Regions from separate parts of the Oryctolagus cuniculus genome. Here region 2 is linked to region 1. A link is a contact called in public Hi-C data. All regions are on one chromosome and are shown on one strand. Each heading gives the region's core, a stretch centred on a gene start, on an enhancer-like site or on the middle of the called end of the contact. The rest is flanking DNA. Distances are from core to core; before and after follow the strand shown. Region 1 has its middle 41 kb from the start of URI1. Region 2 has its middle 28 kb from the start of CCNE1.

Region 1 (2,749 bases), core at 132-2,631:
GCCCAGCCCGGCCGGAGGCAGCCCCGCTCCTGGGGGCTCCGCGGGTAGGCTCCTACGGCCAGGGCCCCGGGCCCACTCGCTCCAGGCGGCGCAATCGCAAAGCGTATGCTGCCATCTGGCGGCAGCGTCGGGTCAGCTGCGGCGCAGAGTGGAGAGGACCAGGCCCCGGGCGCGGGGCCCGGGGCGCAGATCCCCTCACCCGGAGGCTCTGCCGCGGGCGCAACCCAGCCGGGGTGCTCCGCGCCGCCTTCTCGAGCGGTGCTTGGCAGAACCCGAGCCGCAGGCGTGCCCACTAGCGAGCCGGTGTGCGCGGTGGTAGGCGCCAGGCTGCCAGCTCGCGCCCTGTCCCAGGGGAGGGCCATGCAGCAGGGCCTTCTCCCCTGAACCCCGCTGTGTCATCTGCGAAGTGGGAGAAGTGCACGCCTCGTGCGGCCTTTGCCAGGACTGCCTGGGCGGACGCAGGTGAAGCCGTGGGCCCCGGGGAAAGTGCGCACGGAGTGTGAGCTGGAGCTCTGGCTACATCAATAGGGCGGTCAGCGGAGCCCTTCTGACTCCCGTCACTCACAAGCTCGACTCGGACAAGCGTGCGCCAGGGTTGGACACTGGCCACGGCGCGCGGGGTGGGGTGGATTTTTTGTCCCCCCTTTGGAAACCGAGGGTACCCGTGCTGGCCTCCACGCCTGGGTGCAGTTAACTGGTGCTAGGACGGCTCGGACACCGGCGGACATGTCCCGGGCTTCCCATGATTGCCTCTGCTGGGGACACAGAGGCTCCCCGAGCTGCGCCCACACCAGCCCCCATGCCTTAGAGGCAAGGCCTGTTTTCTGAGCTATGGAGAACTGGGTGGCTTTGCCGGGAACCCCCTCCCTAGGGCCACAGACTAGAGGGTGCTCATAGGGGACCGTGCACCCTGACCCTTGCCAATAAAGGCGCCTACTGAGACAGAGGACGCATTTCCTTCAGCAAGGCGGAGGTATACTTTACGGAAAAGAAATAGACGTTAAACTGTACAGACACACCAGGCGCTGTCCCCGAGGGCAGGCACGCCGTTTAATTACTTCTCAGCGTGCAGCTGGAGGTGGCCGGGGAAGCCGAGTGCCAGCCAGGTACAGCAGCGAGCGAGCGAGCGAGCGAGCGAGCCGTGCCTCTCGCGTAGACGCGGCGCTGCCTGTGAAAACGGCGGCTCCAATTCAAAGGTATCAAATATTTGCCTAGCTGTTCAACATTTCTTCAAATAATATACTCACGACTAATTCATATCTAGACTGGATGTCTTCATTCCTCCCAGGCCTCCCTCCTGGATTAGCGGGGCTTGTCTATTCTGGGAAGGAGTTGGCCTACATTCTAAAAATAGGCCCGGAGCCCGGTCAGTAGCCAGCGTGCAGGCAGAGCGGGTTTTATTTATTTATCTTGAGAGCTGGCCTCTGGGGACGGCTCCCGGGGTGCCTGGGGACACTCACCACCCAGCGAGAGGCCGGGGCTCAGGTGTGCGGAGAAGGCTCCGCCCTTTCTGAGAAGGCGGTTCCCACAGAGGCGGGGCGCGGCTCCCTAGGATGCCCTGTGCCTCTGAAGGGGGTGTAGCCTCTCACTTCAGAGGTGTGAGTCTCTCTCCGCGCCATATATGGGTCCCCTTCCCTTTCAGGGGTAGGAGCCCAGGATGTCCCTGTGTCAGCAGGAAGCAGGTGGTATGCTTGTTTTGGCCATCTGGGGCATTTCATAAAACAAAGGGGGGCCCAGGAAGAGAAGGCAGCACCCTGGGTCGGGGGCACTGGGGCCGTTGCCATCCCTGGGGCTGCAGGGCTGGGGAGGAGGAGTTACTGAAAATGAAGGCCAAGGCAGCTGTGTGGAGAGCACCCCCTGCTGGGAGGGGTGGTGTCAGGATGGGGAGCCTGCGGCTAGGTCCCCTGTCGCCAACCTGGAAGCCAAAGAGAAGCACCTGTGTGGGGAAGTCCTTGGAGGAGGAGGGCAGAGAGCAGGGGGAGCTGGCCAGACCTCGCCAGCCTCCTGCCGTTAGGCCTTGCACACTCACCTATCTCTTTGTCACTGTCACCCTCTGTCTCTCAACAGCTCACCTTCTAGGTGTGCAAAAGGTGTGTGTGTGGGGGCGCCAATCCCCCTTCTCAAGAGAGCCAGTTGCAGGGGGCTCTCTCTCCTGTGACCTGCTGCTCTCTAAGGGGACAGAGGCGCTGAGCCCTGGGGACAGGCTTCATTTCTGTCGGCTGAAGCTGTGGTGTAGAAGGCTAAGCCTTTGCCTGCAGTGCCGGCATCCCATATGGGTGCTGGTCTGAATCCCGGCTGCTCCACTTCTGATCCAGCTCCCTGCTAATGTGCCTGGGAAGGCAGCAGAAGATGATTCAAATACTTGGGCCCCTGCACCCACATGGGAGACCCCGAAGAAGCTCCTGGCTCCTGGATTTGGCCTGGCCCAGCTTTGGCCATTGTGGCCATTTGGGGAGGGAACCAGCAGATGGAAGATTCTCTCTCTCTGTCTCAGTCTCTCTCTGTGTCTGTCTCTCTCCTTCTCTTTCTGTATTTCTGCCTTTCAAATAAATCAGAAAGAAAGAAAGAAAGAAAGAAAGAAAGAAAGAAAGAAAGAAAGAAAGAAGGAAAGAAAGAAAGAAAATTTCGTCTGTCCCCTGGGCTCAGTGCCTCTGTCCCCTTAGGGAGTGGTAGGACAGAGTTACAGATGGAGAGACAGGGAAATCTTACACCCAGGTTCACTCCCCAAATGGCCGCAAACCTGGTCCAA
Region 2 (2,749 bases), core at 165-2,664, 95 kb before region 1:
AAGCTCCTCCCCACCTGTGGGGGAGGGGCACCCTGGAGGTTGCAATTCATGAGCCCAGAGGAACAGGACTTTCCTGGGGCCCCCTGGTGGGTGACCAAACCCCAGCACCCTGCTCTGCTCCGGGCTGGTCCCTCTGCTGGAGCAGTTGGGGGCCAGAGCACAACTTCTGAGCAACAAGTGGTCCCTGCTGTCCACCGCAGTCTCCAGCCTGGAACCCCATGTCCACCACCCCAACTAGCTGACCCTTCCACTGCCCAGGACCAGGCTCAGCCAGCCAACCCTCCATGCCCCTATCACCCGTCCACCCGTCCATTCACTGATGCAGTTGAGTTCTCACTGGTGAATGAAACAGCCCAAGCTCCCTGGATCAAAGCGCTGACCTTCCAGGAGTGGAGAGGACACAAGAAATCAGACCCGCAAGTCCCATGGAGGCAGCAACCAAGTGACAAGACGGGCAGGAGGGGAGGGAGGCCAGCGAGGGCTCTCCGTAAGGGATGCCCCGTGCAGACGCACAGAAGGGCCCAGAAGTGTGCAGATCTGGGAGGAGTGGGAACGGAATGAAACCCCATGGCCAAGGGGGCGAGGCCGAGGGGAGGTCAGCAGGTCCACAGGCCCAGGGCTGTTGGGGGGGGGGGCAAGTGAGGAGCCTGGCCTGGAGCAGCAGCAGAGGACGAAGATGCCCGGCGTTGCCTCTTCGGGGCTGTTCTGTGGCATCCTCAGTCCCAGAGTCCGGGACCCACTGATCCGCTCCAGCCGCCCTCCCCAGCTCCCTCCATCAGTGTGGGGAGAGAGGTGGTAGCACCAGCCAGGGTGAGGCCTGCGTCCTGTCCCCAAGTCCCCTTCACACAGCCTTTCTCAGCAGAAGCGTGGTCTTCCCTGTCCCCTTGCATTCCCAGGCTCTGGGTCTAAATTCCTCCCCTAGGGCTTGAACTGAGTCGAGACTGCATCTGATTGGCACATGTTTGCTTTAACACAGTTCTGAAAGAATTTGAATGCCTTGCCAACAATTAAAAATGGAGAGGAATGACAGGAAGATGAAGGATTCTCTGCTTCTCAGAGAAAATCAGAGCCCATGGCTGGGCCCTGCTGACGTCCATACCATGCCGCTGGGCACACGGGACCCTCCTCAGTGGCTGCAGTGCCCACCTGACCATGGGCCCCGGGGGTGTCTGTTTCCAAATCTTGGGGCACTGGAAGCACTGGGAGCAAGGAGAGGAAGGGGAACTTTCCCAAGCCTGGGGGAGACTGGGGTGCTCCAATCCCCGACCCACCCGTCAGGGCCTCAGTGAGGGGAGGGGTGGCTGGGCCTGGATGCTGAGGCTCGAGGTGCGCCAAGCCCCAGGCCCAGGGCTCCCGAGGCCAGGCAGAGGGTACAGAGAGTGCCCCCAATATGGGAGGGACCCCCAAATATTCGGCTCTGTGCGAGATGCTGAATACTTTGCAGGATGGAAGGAGTGCGAAGCTGGAGAAAGGACTGGCTCCTTCGGGCAGGGGGACGGGCATCCAGAGTCAGGACATTAAGTTAAATTCAGAGAAAAGAAAGCAACCGAGGTCCCAGCGGGGCGAAAGACACCTGCGGATCCTCAGGGCCTCGCCAATTCTGCAGGACTGCCTTGTCGCCACTAGGGGCAGCAGAGGATGGAGACGGGCGGACTGGAGGCGAGGCGCCCTGCCCGCGTGGACACGTGTGCGCGCGCGCGTACACACACACACACACACACACACACACACACACACACGGACTGTGGCTGCGGTGTACTCGTTTATAGGGGGAAGCCCAGACCCGCACAGGGTGGCTGCAGGAAGGTCTTCAAGCAGTGCCGGGAAAAAGCGTAGTATGAACAAGCTAGCCATGGATTTCAAAGGCTTGTCACCCAAGGATCACCTTTTAAATTCTGTTCCCGTAAACTTTCTGAAGTCCCCTTATATTTGCAGACAGGGCTTTTAAAGAAGTGATGAAGGTAAAACGAGGCAGTTAGGGTGGCCCTAACCCAGTTGAACTGATGTCCTCAACCAAGAGGGCATCTGGACACAGAGACCAGGGACACGGGCACAGCAAGAAGCTGCCATCAGCGAGCCAGCCAGAGTGGCCAGAGAAAGTGCACCTGCGGCCCCCAGAACCATGAGAAACAGGTTTCTGCTGCTTAAGACACCCAGTCTGTGATGTTCGGTTACGGCAGCTAGAGCTGATAACTATGCCTTCTGTGTGTCCATGCACAAACCCCTGGCGCTGACCCCGTATACACACCCACACCTACGCAGTGCTGACCCTCCCACACGCAGCTCTGCGCATCTGCGGCACCACGGAAGGCAGCTGCTGACCCCCGGGAATCAGCAGACACACACGCTGACCCCACACATGCCCCGTCTCCTCGTTTCCACTGGATACTAAGATTGAGCCTGCATCTGTCGATGTTCTGGGTTCTTATTTATAGTTGGATCAATTAATTTGTCACAGCTGGATCGATGGATGCACTCATTTGTCAAATGGGAGTGGAGCTAAGGTCTCTGCAAGCAAACGCATTTCTGTAACCTCCCACCTGAAGCCACACACCTTCCCCAAACAGGGGCTTGGTAATCGATATGGCTGTTTAGACAACACAGCCGCCTTGGTAAGACAGTCACCATCGGCACCAGATTGTACGACTAGTGATACAGGTGACAGTGCGGTGACTACCCAGCACGCTTTCATTGTCTGGGGGCCTGCAGTTCCCGGGGCAGCGGCTGTAGCATGGTGCTGTAGCGCTGC

Evidence for each region. Hi-C and Micro-C count contacts between places; a contact is called where the count stands out from the background.
Region 2: a Hi-C map of psoas muscle shows a contact between it and region 1, with 4 times the contacts expected there. The contact joins two enhancer-like sites. A contact is called at or near these places in 3 of 6 Hi-C or Micro-C datasets (ear pinna, psoas muscle and an unstated tissue).

The regions. Positions count from the first base shown.
Region 1 is chr18:26,370,588-26,373,336 of mOryCun1.1, reverse strand. No RefSeq gene overlaps it. Among named protein-coding and RNA genes, the nearest start is that of URI1, 41 kb to the right of the region's middle. Within about 2 kb of position 1,381, at least 2 of the 8 cell types and tissues checked have an H3K27ac peak or open chromatin away from gene starts, as enhancers often do.
Region 2 is chr18:26,466,101-26,468,849 of mOryCun1.1, reverse strand. No RefSeq gene overlaps it. Among named protein-coding and RNA genes, the nearest start is that of CCNE1, 28 kb to the right of the region's middle. Within about 2 kb of position 1,414, at least 1 of the 8 cell types and tissues checked has an H3K27ac peak or open chromatin away from gene starts, as enhancers often do.